Linked DNA regions of Oryctolagus cuniculus: region 2 is linked to region 1. The links are chromatin contacts, called in public Micro-C maps. All regions are on one chromosome and are shown on one strand. The core of a region is the stretch at or near the end of the contact, and the rest is flanking DNA. Distances in the headings are between cores, read along the strand shown.

Region 1 (5,564 bases), core at 1,967-4,466:
ACTGGATTAAGAATTTAAGTTTTCAGTGTAAATATTCAGAAGGTCTGTGATCCCACTCGGATCAGGTGGAAGCATTGGAAGCGTGCGCTGGCTTGAGGAACAAGACTGGGAGCCTGGTTTTAGGCAAGCCTTTGGGTTGATGACAGGCTATTCCTCTCGAAATGATCCAGGAAACTGGCTCACTGAGAATGAAGTGACCCTGAAGAGATCGAGCAGAAGTTTTGTTACAGTTTCATGCATGTCAACAAATATTTACGGAGGATCTACTGCGAGCTAAGAGCTATGGGACTACAGTTAGAGGAGGCAGGGAAAGAAAACAGCTATGCACAAAAGGAATAAGAAGCCTAATGAAATAAGTGTCTAGAGGGGATACAGTGTTGGCAAATCAAATAGCACCTATTCATTTCAACAGACTTCCCACAGGAGAAAATACGCTGTAGAGAAGCAGAGTCCATGAAAGCATCCACAGGTTTTCCTCCTGCTTAAGTGCCCTGGCCCTGTATCCCATGACTCTGTATCCCTGTATCCAGTTACGCAACTGTCCAGACCCAAGGCTGGCACACGAACGAAGGCAATGGTCTTTTAGCCAGACATAAAGAAGGCCAGCTACCAATCAGGAAAGTGGAGTCCCACAAAGGCCCTTCCTGTTGAAGGAAGTGAATGGCAGGTGCGGTGAGATCTTGTCTCTTGCTTGGGATGTAAGTCTCAGAGAGCGGTCAGCAGAAGTACAGCTCGCGGGGCAGATGGGACTGTACGTGAACTATCGGCAGAGATGCTGGCTCGTGAGAACGGCAAAATTACGAGTTACAGGCAACAGGTGCTTCGCGAGGTGATGAGCCGGGCCCCACAGCCCATTGCTGGGTCACAGGAAGCGCAGTTGATTCCTGGACAAAGCGATCTCAGGATGGTCACACGGGTTTTCTCAAGTATCTGTTTCCTTCCACTCAGCGCTTGCCATGTCCTTGTATTTTGCATCTCACAGGAAGCCGGTGAACACAAGGGGACTTCTGCTGTTCTAGCTTTCATTCTGTCTGCAGCAGAGCCAGTCTTGTAGAGGAAAGGGTGGGCATGGTCTTCATACTGCAGATCAAGGATGTATGCGTGTGTGTATGTAGCTGCCTTTCCTGAACAGTCAGCATAGAGAGCAGAGACTGCAGCTACATCTTAGAGGGAGGCCGGAAACCCCACGTTTCTACCCGGTTTTTCCCTCTGCTGTTTCTCTTCGTGACCGCAGTACAGGCCCGAATGCTTGCCCTTGGGGAGAGCCGAAGGAAGAAGAGCCAAGGGACCACTTATCACAGCTGCCAGAATTGAGGCAGGTGACCCCGAAGTCAGGAGGGGCACGGAGTCAAGAACTTGCGCTGTGGCACAGTGGGTTAAAGCCCCAGCATCAATTGTGGGGACCGGTTCAAGTCCTGGCTGTTCTGCTTCCCATCTAGCTCCCTGCTATTGCACCTGCGAAGGCAGTGGAGGATGGCTGAAGTTCTTGGGCCCCTGTACCCATGTGGGAGACCAGAAAGAAGCTCCTGGCTACTGGTTCCTTGCTTAAGATCAGCTCAGCTCCAGCTGTTGCAGCCATTTGGGGAGTGAAGCAGCAGATAGAAACTACGCCCCCCCCTTCTGTCTCTCTCTCTAACTCTTTCAAATAAATAAAATAAATCTTTTTTTTTTTTTTTTTTTAAAGAATTTGAGTATCTAGATCAGCTTCTAAAGAGGGCAGACGGCTGACCAGCAGTTTAGGATCACCTGATTTGTTAAAAATGGAGATGTCTAGGCCGGTGCCGAGGCTCAATAGGCTGATCCTCCACCTGCGGCGCCAGCACACCAGGTTCTAGTGCCGGTCGGGGCGCCAGATTCTGTTCCGGTTGCCCCTCTTCCAGGCCAGCTCTCTGCTGTGGCCAGGGAGTGCAGTGGAGGATGGCCCAAGTGCTTGGGCCCTGCACCCCATGGGAGACCAGGAGAAGCACCTGGCTTCTGCCTTCAGATCAGTGGTGGCCATTGGAGGGTGAACCAACGGCAAAGGAAGACCTTTCTCTCTGTCTCTCTCTCTCACTGTCCACTCTGCCTGTCAAAAATAATAATAAAAAAAATGACGATGTCTAGTCCACTTTTCACCAGCTGAATGGAGAATCTAGGTGAGGGGCCCAGGAACGTGCAGTTTTTAGTCAGTGAGTCAGGAGGCATTTATCCTTGAGAACCTGTATGTTCTGTGTAAAGGAAGGAGTGTTTTCAGGGGAGGCTGCCAGCCAGCAGTGGGTACGAATGGAAGCAAAGAAAGGAGAGTACCAGGGTAAGAGTTCAGAGAAGTTACAGTCGGGAGCATCAGATAACCTAAAGTCATGTAGGATGTGCAGAAGAATTTTGCTTTTATGTTAAGTGGGATAGGAGGCGCTGGGGGTTAGGATCGACCATGATCTGCCATGAAGAATCATTCACATTTTAACTTAGTGAACTTAGACCACTTTTTTTCAACCTTTCTAAATTAGTTTCTTCCTCTAAAAAGAAAGTGAAAACTAGTCAACCTGAGGAGGTTGTTGTGATGATTAAATAAGATGATATGTGCAAAACATTTTGCCAACACTTGACACGGAGTAGGCACAGCCTTTTCCCTTCCCCGTCTTCCACCTGTCTCTTCTGCCTCCCACCTGGTGCTGGGAGAGGGAGGCTGGAATAAAAGTCGTGCAGATTAAAGCCCATACACGCAGAGAAAGAAAACGGCGATCGCTGATGTCAAGCCTTGGTTAGCAGACATAATGGCTGGGATCTAAAATAACCGAATTGCTGGTCTGTGGTGTGGGCTGGAGGGACAGCACTGGAAGCAGAGGGCCTGCTTAATTCCTCCAGCTCTCCCAGGGGCCTTTGCAGGTAGACTCCGGGCTCGCTAAGGCGTTTAATCGCCCCCATTGTTTCATGTCTGACCTCCTTAGCTCATTACCCAGCCTCCTAATGAACCTTGGAGCGGCTCTCCGCCAGTCTAAACTGCCCTGGGTACTTGCACCGAAAAAGAGTTCGCCTTCCGCTCGGGCTCCGGGGGCACCGGGGACCTCGGAGACCCTTCCTCGGAGACTGTGCACTGGCTTCGAAGCCCCAGAGACACAGCAAACCAACCCGGATCCCCAGGACCAAGACAGGGTCTGTGGCGGCCGTTCGGGCGGCGATCACGAAGCCCCGGGCCTCTCCCGAAGCCACCACTGTCGCCTCCCACGTTTGGCGACTGCCTGTTCACGGACGTGCAGGTGACGACACGAAAGGGCTGTGCTGGACCCTGCGGGGGTCCCCGGGGCTCCTCGGTGTGGACGCGGGCAGGGCGCGCCGACGTCTCAGGGGTCCGACCCTGCCGCGCGGGTCCCACAGCCGCTCCTTCCCGCCCAGGCGCCGCCCGCCCCGCCGCCCCGCCGCCCCGCCGCCCCGCCGCCCCCTCCCCCGCGGGGCCAGCCTCCGCCCCGCCTCCCCGGCGGCGCGCGCGGCCTCCCTCTCAGCCCTCTTCCCACACCGCCCTCAGCCGCTCCCTCCTCAGCGCCGGTCTGGAGAGGAATCGAGCGTGGAACACATCGATAGCTCTGCCCTCTGCGGCCGCCCGGCCCCGAACTCATCGGTGTGCTCGGAGCTCGATTTCCCCGGCGGAGGCAGCAGCGGCAGCAGCAGCAGCAGCGGCGGCTGTGGCGGCGGCGGCGGCGGCGGCGGCGGTGGTGGCGGCGGTGGTGGTAGTGGCGGCGGCGACGGCGGCGGCGGCGGCGGCGGCAGCAGCGGTGGCGGCTGCTCGGCCAGGACTCCCGGCCCCCGCCATTTCGGACTGGGAGCGATTGCGGCGCGGGCCCTGAGGGCTGCGGCGGGGGCCTGAGGCTCGGCGGCTCCCAGGTGCAGGGGAGAGGTAAGGGAGCGGACCACCCCTCCCGGGCCCCTCTGCCCGGGTCTCGACCCTCAGCGCCGGGCGCGGCCGGCGGCGGGCGAATGAATTAGGGGGTCCCGGGAGGAGCCTGGAGGCGGCGGGGGGCGCGCGCGGGCGTCCGCGGTGGCGGGGGGGGGGTCGCGGCGACGCGGGGGGAATGAGGCATGGGCGGTGCGGGGCTGAGGAGGGTGAGGCTAGCGGCGGCCGCCGCTGGTGCAGCTTCCTGGACGGGGAACCCCTTCCTTCCTCCTCCTCGCCGAGAGCCGCGGCGGGAGGCGGCCGGGCGCGGTGGAGGTGACTCCCGCCGCGCTCGGCCTCCCCTCCCCCTCCCCTCCCGCTCGCCGGGGCCCCGGCTCCCGCACCCCTCTGCCCCGCTCCCCGGCGCTGGCTGGGCGGCCGCCGGCTGCATCTCCGGGGCACGCCGCCGCACTTGCCCCGGGAGCGCAGGCTGGCGCGGGGGAGAGGTCCCGGCGGCGGGGCGGCGCGGCGCGGGGCGTGCGGGGCGTGCGGGTCGGGCGGGGGGCGTCCCCGGCCTGCACGCGCTCCGAGACCGCTGCCGGAGGTTATTGTGCAGCAAGAACTGCCCCTGCCCGCCGAGTTCCTGGCGGCTCCCCTCCCCCCCCCCGTGTGAGCTGTGACATTGCCGTGGTCACAAAGGAGGAGGTGGTGATGGTGGTGGAAGAACAGGTGGCCCACGCCCTCCACGTAGAGCCGGGGGCCCGCGGCGGAAAGGAAAAAGTTAATCCCAGAAGGTCTGTTTTGCTTTGTCGGGTGAAAAAAAACGGCGAGGAAACCCGCCGAGCAGAAGCTGGGCTTTTTTTTTTTTTTTTTTTTCCTGGCCAGTGCAGTAGTAGACCCCGGTAGCTCTCATAGTACTTGAAGTTGAATTTGCCTGTGCTTGGCGCTTGCTTTGGCTCGTCTTGGCTGCCCTTCTCCCTATCCCAGGAGTTACCGCAGTACTCCTAAAAAGCAATTAAAAAAAAAAAAAAACTGACTCACGCCAGGAGTTCATTGTAGTAACCGGCCCCCTGTAAACTCTCAGGTCCTTAGAGCTGGAGGCCCAGGCCAGCTGGCTTGAACCTTCAGAACAAGAGGTTAACAGCAGAGGGCTTTGCGGGTTATACGGCTGGGCTAGACCTTGATTTTTCAAAGTCTGTTGGTGGTCAGGGCCTCAGAAATAACCGTGTGGCCGGTGTCACTCTCAGGTCCCCAGTGCTGACTCCGACGTGGGATAGGCTGTGCACATCAAAAATGGTCGCTGTCTGCACTGTTGGATTTGAGGCTGGCCCCATCCACGAGCGTGTTTCCTGCGCCGAGGTGGTGGATGGCAGTTCCGTGGGGTCTAGTCCCACTTTCACCGCTTGCTAGCTGCTGTAATTTTGGGCAAGCGGCCTCTTCTGGCCTGTGATCTTCCATCAGTAAGACTCTGTGGAGACCTACCTAGTTCTTTCTAAAGGGTCTAAATATTACTTGGATTGAGAAAGTGATTTAGTAATTTTTTTTTGTGCTAGAAACAACCACTGCATAAACACATAGACCAAAAGGTGTGTGTTTCTGAATTCACACATATGTATATAACTAAACTGTAATCTATCTGTTCACAGTACCTCCTGGGTCAGCACATTTCTTGGCCATAAGGATCCCTTTACCACTCATACAAATATTGAGGATATCA
Region 2 (5,564 bases), core at 1,111-3,610, 120 kb before region 1:
ATTTATTTGAAAGGCAGAGTTAGAGAAACAGAAAGAGGGGGAGAGAGGGAGGGAGGGAGAGAGGGAGGGGGATGGTGGGGGAGGGAGGGGGGAGAGAGATTTTTCCATCCACTGGTTCACTCCGCAGATGGCCCCAACAGCCAGGGGCTTGGCCAAGCCGAAGTGGGTGCAGGGCCGAAGCACTTGGGCCATCCTCTGCTGCTTTCCCAGGCACATTAACAGGGAGCTGGATTGGAAGTGGAGCAGCTGGGTCTTGAACCGGTGCCCAGGTGGGATGAAGCACTACAAGCAGCAGCTTAATCCACTATGCCACAGTGCCAACCCCAGAAATGTAACATTTTTAAAAAGAGAAAAGCAAAGGATGATTACTAAGAAGTCAACAGTTATAAATTTTTATTCTTGGCCTGAGAAACATTGATCAAAGCAGAGGGAAATCAGCTGAGAAGGGAAAGGCAGGTTAAGACCGTTTGAAGTCCTGTGTGTTCAAATCGGTCCATTTTTGACGATTCCAAGGCACAGAGCTAACAATGTTTCTTGCATTGGTACCCATTAATGCAGACAATAATGACTGCCAAACACGTTCGTCTTTTGCTTTACTATCAATATTGGTTTTAAAGTACACGCTGGTGTTACAGCTATGGAAATGAGAAAGATATTGACGGTAATATTCACGAGTGAACGAGAACTCTTGTAAATGGTGACTTAAGAGAGATTCTCCATGAACGTGCTCAGAAAGCTCGTTTGCAGCATTGCCCTGCGCCCAGAGACGAGAGCCTCTCCAGGCGCGGTGCCCGTAAAGCATCAGACAGCAGGGGGAGCCCTTCTGTTAAAATCCGGAGTGCCTGTCTGGACGCTTGGGGGCCAGACGGCGCTGCCTGCAGAGGACCAGGGGAGATCCGAACTCTGATCCCAGTGGAGCGCTGACTTGATGTGGCTGATACGGCCTCGGCTCCCAGCGCCTGCTTAGCCTCGGGGTGGGGGTCGCAGGACGCTCCGGAGAGGCTTGGCGCCTCAGAACACGCCGGGCGCGCTTGTGAGGGCCCAGCTCTTCAAAGGAAACAATAATAATAGTAATAATAATACGAGGAAAGGCATAGAAAGCCGGTGCTCTTTCCCCGGCGCGGTGGCTGTCGGGAGCCCGCAGCGGGACGAGCGCCCGCCCGGTTCCCATCCTGAGGTAACCGAGGCGCGCGCAAGCGCACGTGAACGTGACCGGCCCGCCGGGCGCGCGGCAGCCCCTGCGCCCCCAACGCCCCGGGGAGGCGGCTCGGGCCCCTGACGGGCGCCGGGCGCGCGGGGGCCACGCGGGTTTCTCCGCCCCGAGAGCCGCGGGAGTGTCCGCGCCGACGCCTCGAGCCGCCTGGCTGGTACACTGATCGATTTTATTATTTCCGTGGTTTACACCGGGAAGCACCGTCCGCGCTCGCCTTTCCCGAACCCGCCCTGACGAGCGGCCACACAACAGCCTTTTTTTTTTTGAACACCCCGAGTCGTCAGCCATTGGACGCGGCCGTGTCCGGGTCCCACGTGGTTGAGCCTCCGAGCGCGTGCCCTCGGCTGCGCCCCTCCAAACTTTGCTTTCCGCAGAAAGCAGAGAGAGAGAGACGCCCTGTTTAAACCGATCCTGAGAAGCACCCGGCGTCCCACAGCACTTAGCAAGTTCCAGCGTTCACGCGCCGCCGCACCCCCGCGGCTCGCGCCCGCGGCCCCTCGCGCGCGCGCCCGCTGAGGGGGAGGGGCGGCGGCGCGCGCGAGCCCGGGCGGAGGTCGCCGCCCTGTTGTGCAAGCGGGACATGCAAATGAGCGGGGTTCCGCCGGCCAATGGGAAGCCTGCTGGGCCGTGACGCGCGCGCGCCATGCGCCCGTAGTATTTATAGATCGTATTTAAAGAGCCCTTGGGAGTCTCCCCGGGCTCGGCTGGGCGGCGGCGCTGCGCGGGGCGGCGGCGGGGCGACCGCTGCTCGCCCGCGGCCTGAGGGGGCGTGGGGGAGCGTCCGGGCACGTTCTCTGGTGGGTTTTGCCCACTTCCTGGCTCGGTTTCTGGAGAGGGGGAGGAAATGCCGTCTCTGACAACACTTTAGCTGCGGACAAAGCCGGCGATTTGGTTGCTCCAGAGGCCCCCGGGCAGGGGGCGCGCGCGGCCCCCAGCCCGGCCCACGCCGTGTCCCGGTGCTCGCCGCGCCGAGGCGGCCTTCCTGGGCGGAGGGCGAACAAAGCCTCCTGGCAAGCGCCGCGTCGTGGGCTTGCGGGGCCGGCGAGAGAGCATTCGTGGAAAATAAATGGATAGATAGTGGCGGTGACGATCGCGGCGTTGGGCGTCTGCGGGCTTCCCGGCCGGCGAACCGCACGCTGCAGTGCGAAAGCAGGAAATGCATTACGTCATGAGAGCCAAGAGCCAAGTGGCCGCGGCTGCATCTGCGGGGCCCGCTGGCTTCCTCTGCTAAACCCCGTCCTGCTTCCCCCGCCTTCTTGGGGGCTATTGTTTTTTCCAGAAGAGTGTGCTGGGCGCTGCCCTGGCGAGGAGAGGCCAGGCGAGGCGCACCAGGGTGGCAGGCCCAGGGGCGGGCAGTGGCGAGGGTGGGGAACTTCACCTTCCGGCCCCAGCCCCAGCCGGCCACGTGCAGCTCTCCCCCCTGGGGAGGAGGGGGGGGGGCGAGCTCTCTGGGAGCCACAGCTCAGTCCTTTGGGAGAGAGATGGCCAAAATCCCAGCAGGGGCTGGAGAGCCGCACCGGGTGCCCCACTGCGGTCCTTACAGGAGCGCGGCCCCCTGTCGACCCCAGGAGGCAGGCCGGAAACAGGGAGAGAGCCGAGCAGGAGGGGCTGGGGGCTTTCTCGACGCCTTGTCATGGGTCTCGGGTCTCTATTCATGGACCAGGCTGCCGAGGTCTTGTCGCTGCTCTTTAGGGACAAACAGGCAAGCAGTGGAGTATTGTGGATTAGCACCGTTCTACCTCTAGGAAAATTAGGAATTTGACGCTAGGCACACCTGTTCTGCTGCTCCCTCACTCCTGGGTTCAGGGTCCTTAAAAGGTAACCCTAACAACCTGTTGCCCTGGGGTCCTGGCCCACTGCACCCCTGGGTGAAGCTTAGCACACAAAGAAGGTGGTGGTACTAGTTCATGGCTATTGACTGTTCTGCACTGGGCAGCAGGCTGCGTGCCTTTGTCAGCGGTGAGCTCAAATGAGGGCAGGTGCTTACTGGCATCCCCTATTTACGTCCCCTACTGCGGAAGCGGGTCCTGAGAATTGACACATCCACCGCCTGGGAGAACCCCAGAGCCTCATTATGGCACTTGCTGATGACCTTGGTCTGGTACCTTCCACACTCAGCCACCTTGCACCTGGAAGGCAGAGGGCTTCATCGCCGTGTGTTTAACGTAAGACAGACTGTTCAGCAAAACCCAAATACAGCTCATTTTCTCATCGGCTCCAGTTTGCACAGTGTAGTGATTGAACTTTGTACAGCCGGTCAGTCCTAGCTGAGGCCTTTGCGTGGTGGTAAATCTGTTCTCCGTAAACGCGCAGGGACCTGAGAGAGGGAGTTCTTGTGTGAGGTCGGGTGAGGTGTTGCTGGGAGTTAGCCGACAACCCCAGTGAAGGTCCCCTGGGCCTGCCTTTGCGTTCCCCCTCGGTGGCCTTATCCTTGGGTCTTTAGAATCCAGACGGGGAAGGCACTGGGAAGGGAAATTGGCTGTGGTTTAGGAAGATGGGGAGGGAGAATTCAAGCGAGGAACCATTTAAAGGTTGTACGTATTCCTATCGTGGTATTTGTGAACGGGAAAACAAGGGGTGGGAAACCAGTTGCCTGCCAGACGTTGAAGTCCATTGTGCCCCCACCCCAATAGGACGGCCGCAGACAACTGTGGAGTCCCACTCAGTGTGTTCATCTGTGAACTGGGAGGCAACCAGCCACGCCTCTGCGGGTAGCCTTGCCCTCATCTGCTCTGCTACCTCCTCTCGCCCTCGAGCCTTTACACGCCCGTGTTTCTCACGGTTCCCTCCCAGGTTCCCTCCCAGGTTCCCTCCCAGGTCCTGTGGCTTTGCCGTCGGGAAGGTTACTGCAAGGTGTTAGCCTGGGGTGGTTCTGTCCAGGAGAAAACAAGGCACAGCTAGATCTGGAGTGAGGCCTGGGCCTGAGTGTAGCAGTGTGACCTGATCCTCCCTGGGTGCCCCTGGTTTCTCCATGGGTAAACTGCCTGTCGACAAAATACTCCCTTGGTGTTCAGACTACAAGTACTTCGAGAAATGTAAAGTACTATGTAAGTTACTAATACATGCGGTAGTTGTAGACCTGGGTTGCATGGCCAGCGCCGCAGCTCACTAGGCTAATCCTCCGCATGCGGCACCGGCACCCTGGATTCTGTCCCGGTTGTTCCTCTTCCAGTCCAGCTCTCTGCTGTGGCACGGGAAGACAGTGGAGGATGGCTCAGGTGCTTGGGCCCTGCACCCGCATGGGAGACCAGGAGGAAGCACCTGGCTCCTGGCTTCGGATCAGCGCAGCGCCGGCTGTAGCAGCCATTTGGGGGGTGAACCAATGGAAGGAAGACCTTTCTCTTTCTCTCTCACTGTCTAACTCTGCCTGTAAAAAAAAAAAAAAAAAAAAAAAAAGCTGGGTTGGAGAGTTATGGACTGATTGGACATCAAGACGCGTTTACTCAGTATCATGTACTTAGGTTATGAGGCCTTAAAGGAGAATGAAGAGAAAAAGAATTTATGTCCATTTATTCTGCCAACTTTCTCTTTCAAGTGCTTTACGGTTATTATCTTTTTTTTTTTTTTTAAAGATTCATTTTATTTGAAAGGCAAAGTTACACAGAGGCAGAGAGAGAGAGAAAGTCTTCCATTCACTGGTTCACTCCCCAGATGGCTGCAACAGCTGGAGCTGGGATGATTGACTCTGAAGCCAGGAGTCAGGATCTTCCTCTGGGTCTCCCATGCAAGTGCAGGGCCCCCAAGGACTTGGGCCATCCTCTGCTGCTTTCCCAGGCCATAGCAGAGAGCTGGACTGGAAGTTGAGCAGCCAGGACTCAAACTGGTGTCCATGTGGGGTGTCGGTGCCACAGGCAGCAGCTTTACCCACTATGCCGCAGCACCAGCCCTATTATTTTCCTTCCTTCCTTCCTTCCTTCCTTCCTTCCTTCCTTCCTATCTATCTATCTATCTATCTATCTATCTATCTATCTTAAATTTAAAAGGTAGACACAAGCCAGAAAATTCTTCCTTCCACTGATTTACTTCCCAAATGTCTGTAACAGCCATGACTAACCTCGAACTCAATCCAAGTCTCCCACATGGGTGACAGGGACCCAAGTACCTTAGCTCCAAGGGTAGACAAGAGCCAGAGGCTGGAATCAGAAACAGCCAGGCCTTGAACCCAGGCACTCGAAATGGGATTTGGGTGCCACCAGCCAGGGTTTGAACAGTTGTGCCAAACACCTGCCCCATTATCTCTTTTAATGATGCTGAGGACTCTGCCCTCATAGTCAGCTTATAGTCAGCCAAGTGACACAGGCACCTGGTAATATGCATATAAAGCCACTAAGAAATTCTGAATTTATCAGGT

The links. Hi-C and Micro-C count contacts between places; a contact is called where the count stands out from the background.
Region 2: a Micro-C map of ear pinna shows a contact between it and region 1, with 6 times the contacts expected there. The contact joins the enhancer-like site here to the promoter of KRAS in region 1. A contact is called at or near these places in 4 of 6 Hi-C or Micro-C datasets (ear pinna, psoas muscle, skin fibroblasts and 1 more).

The regions. Positions count from the first base shown.
Region 1 is chr9:122,551,047-122,556,610 of mOryCun1.1, reverse strand. KRAS (KRAS proto-oncogene, GTPase) reads left to right here and starts at 3,216. Exons shown (of 6, transcript XM_070049515.1): 1 at 3,216-3,236.
Region 2 is chr9:122,668,182-122,673,745 of mOryCun1.1, reverse strand. No RefSeq gene overlaps it. Among named protein-coding and RNA genes, the nearest start is that of KRAS, 120 kb to the right of the region's middle. Within about 2 kb of position 2,360, at least 8 of the 8 cell types and tissues checked have an H3K27ac peak or open chromatin away from gene starts, as enhancers often do. A contact at or near this core is called in ear pinna, where this site is marked.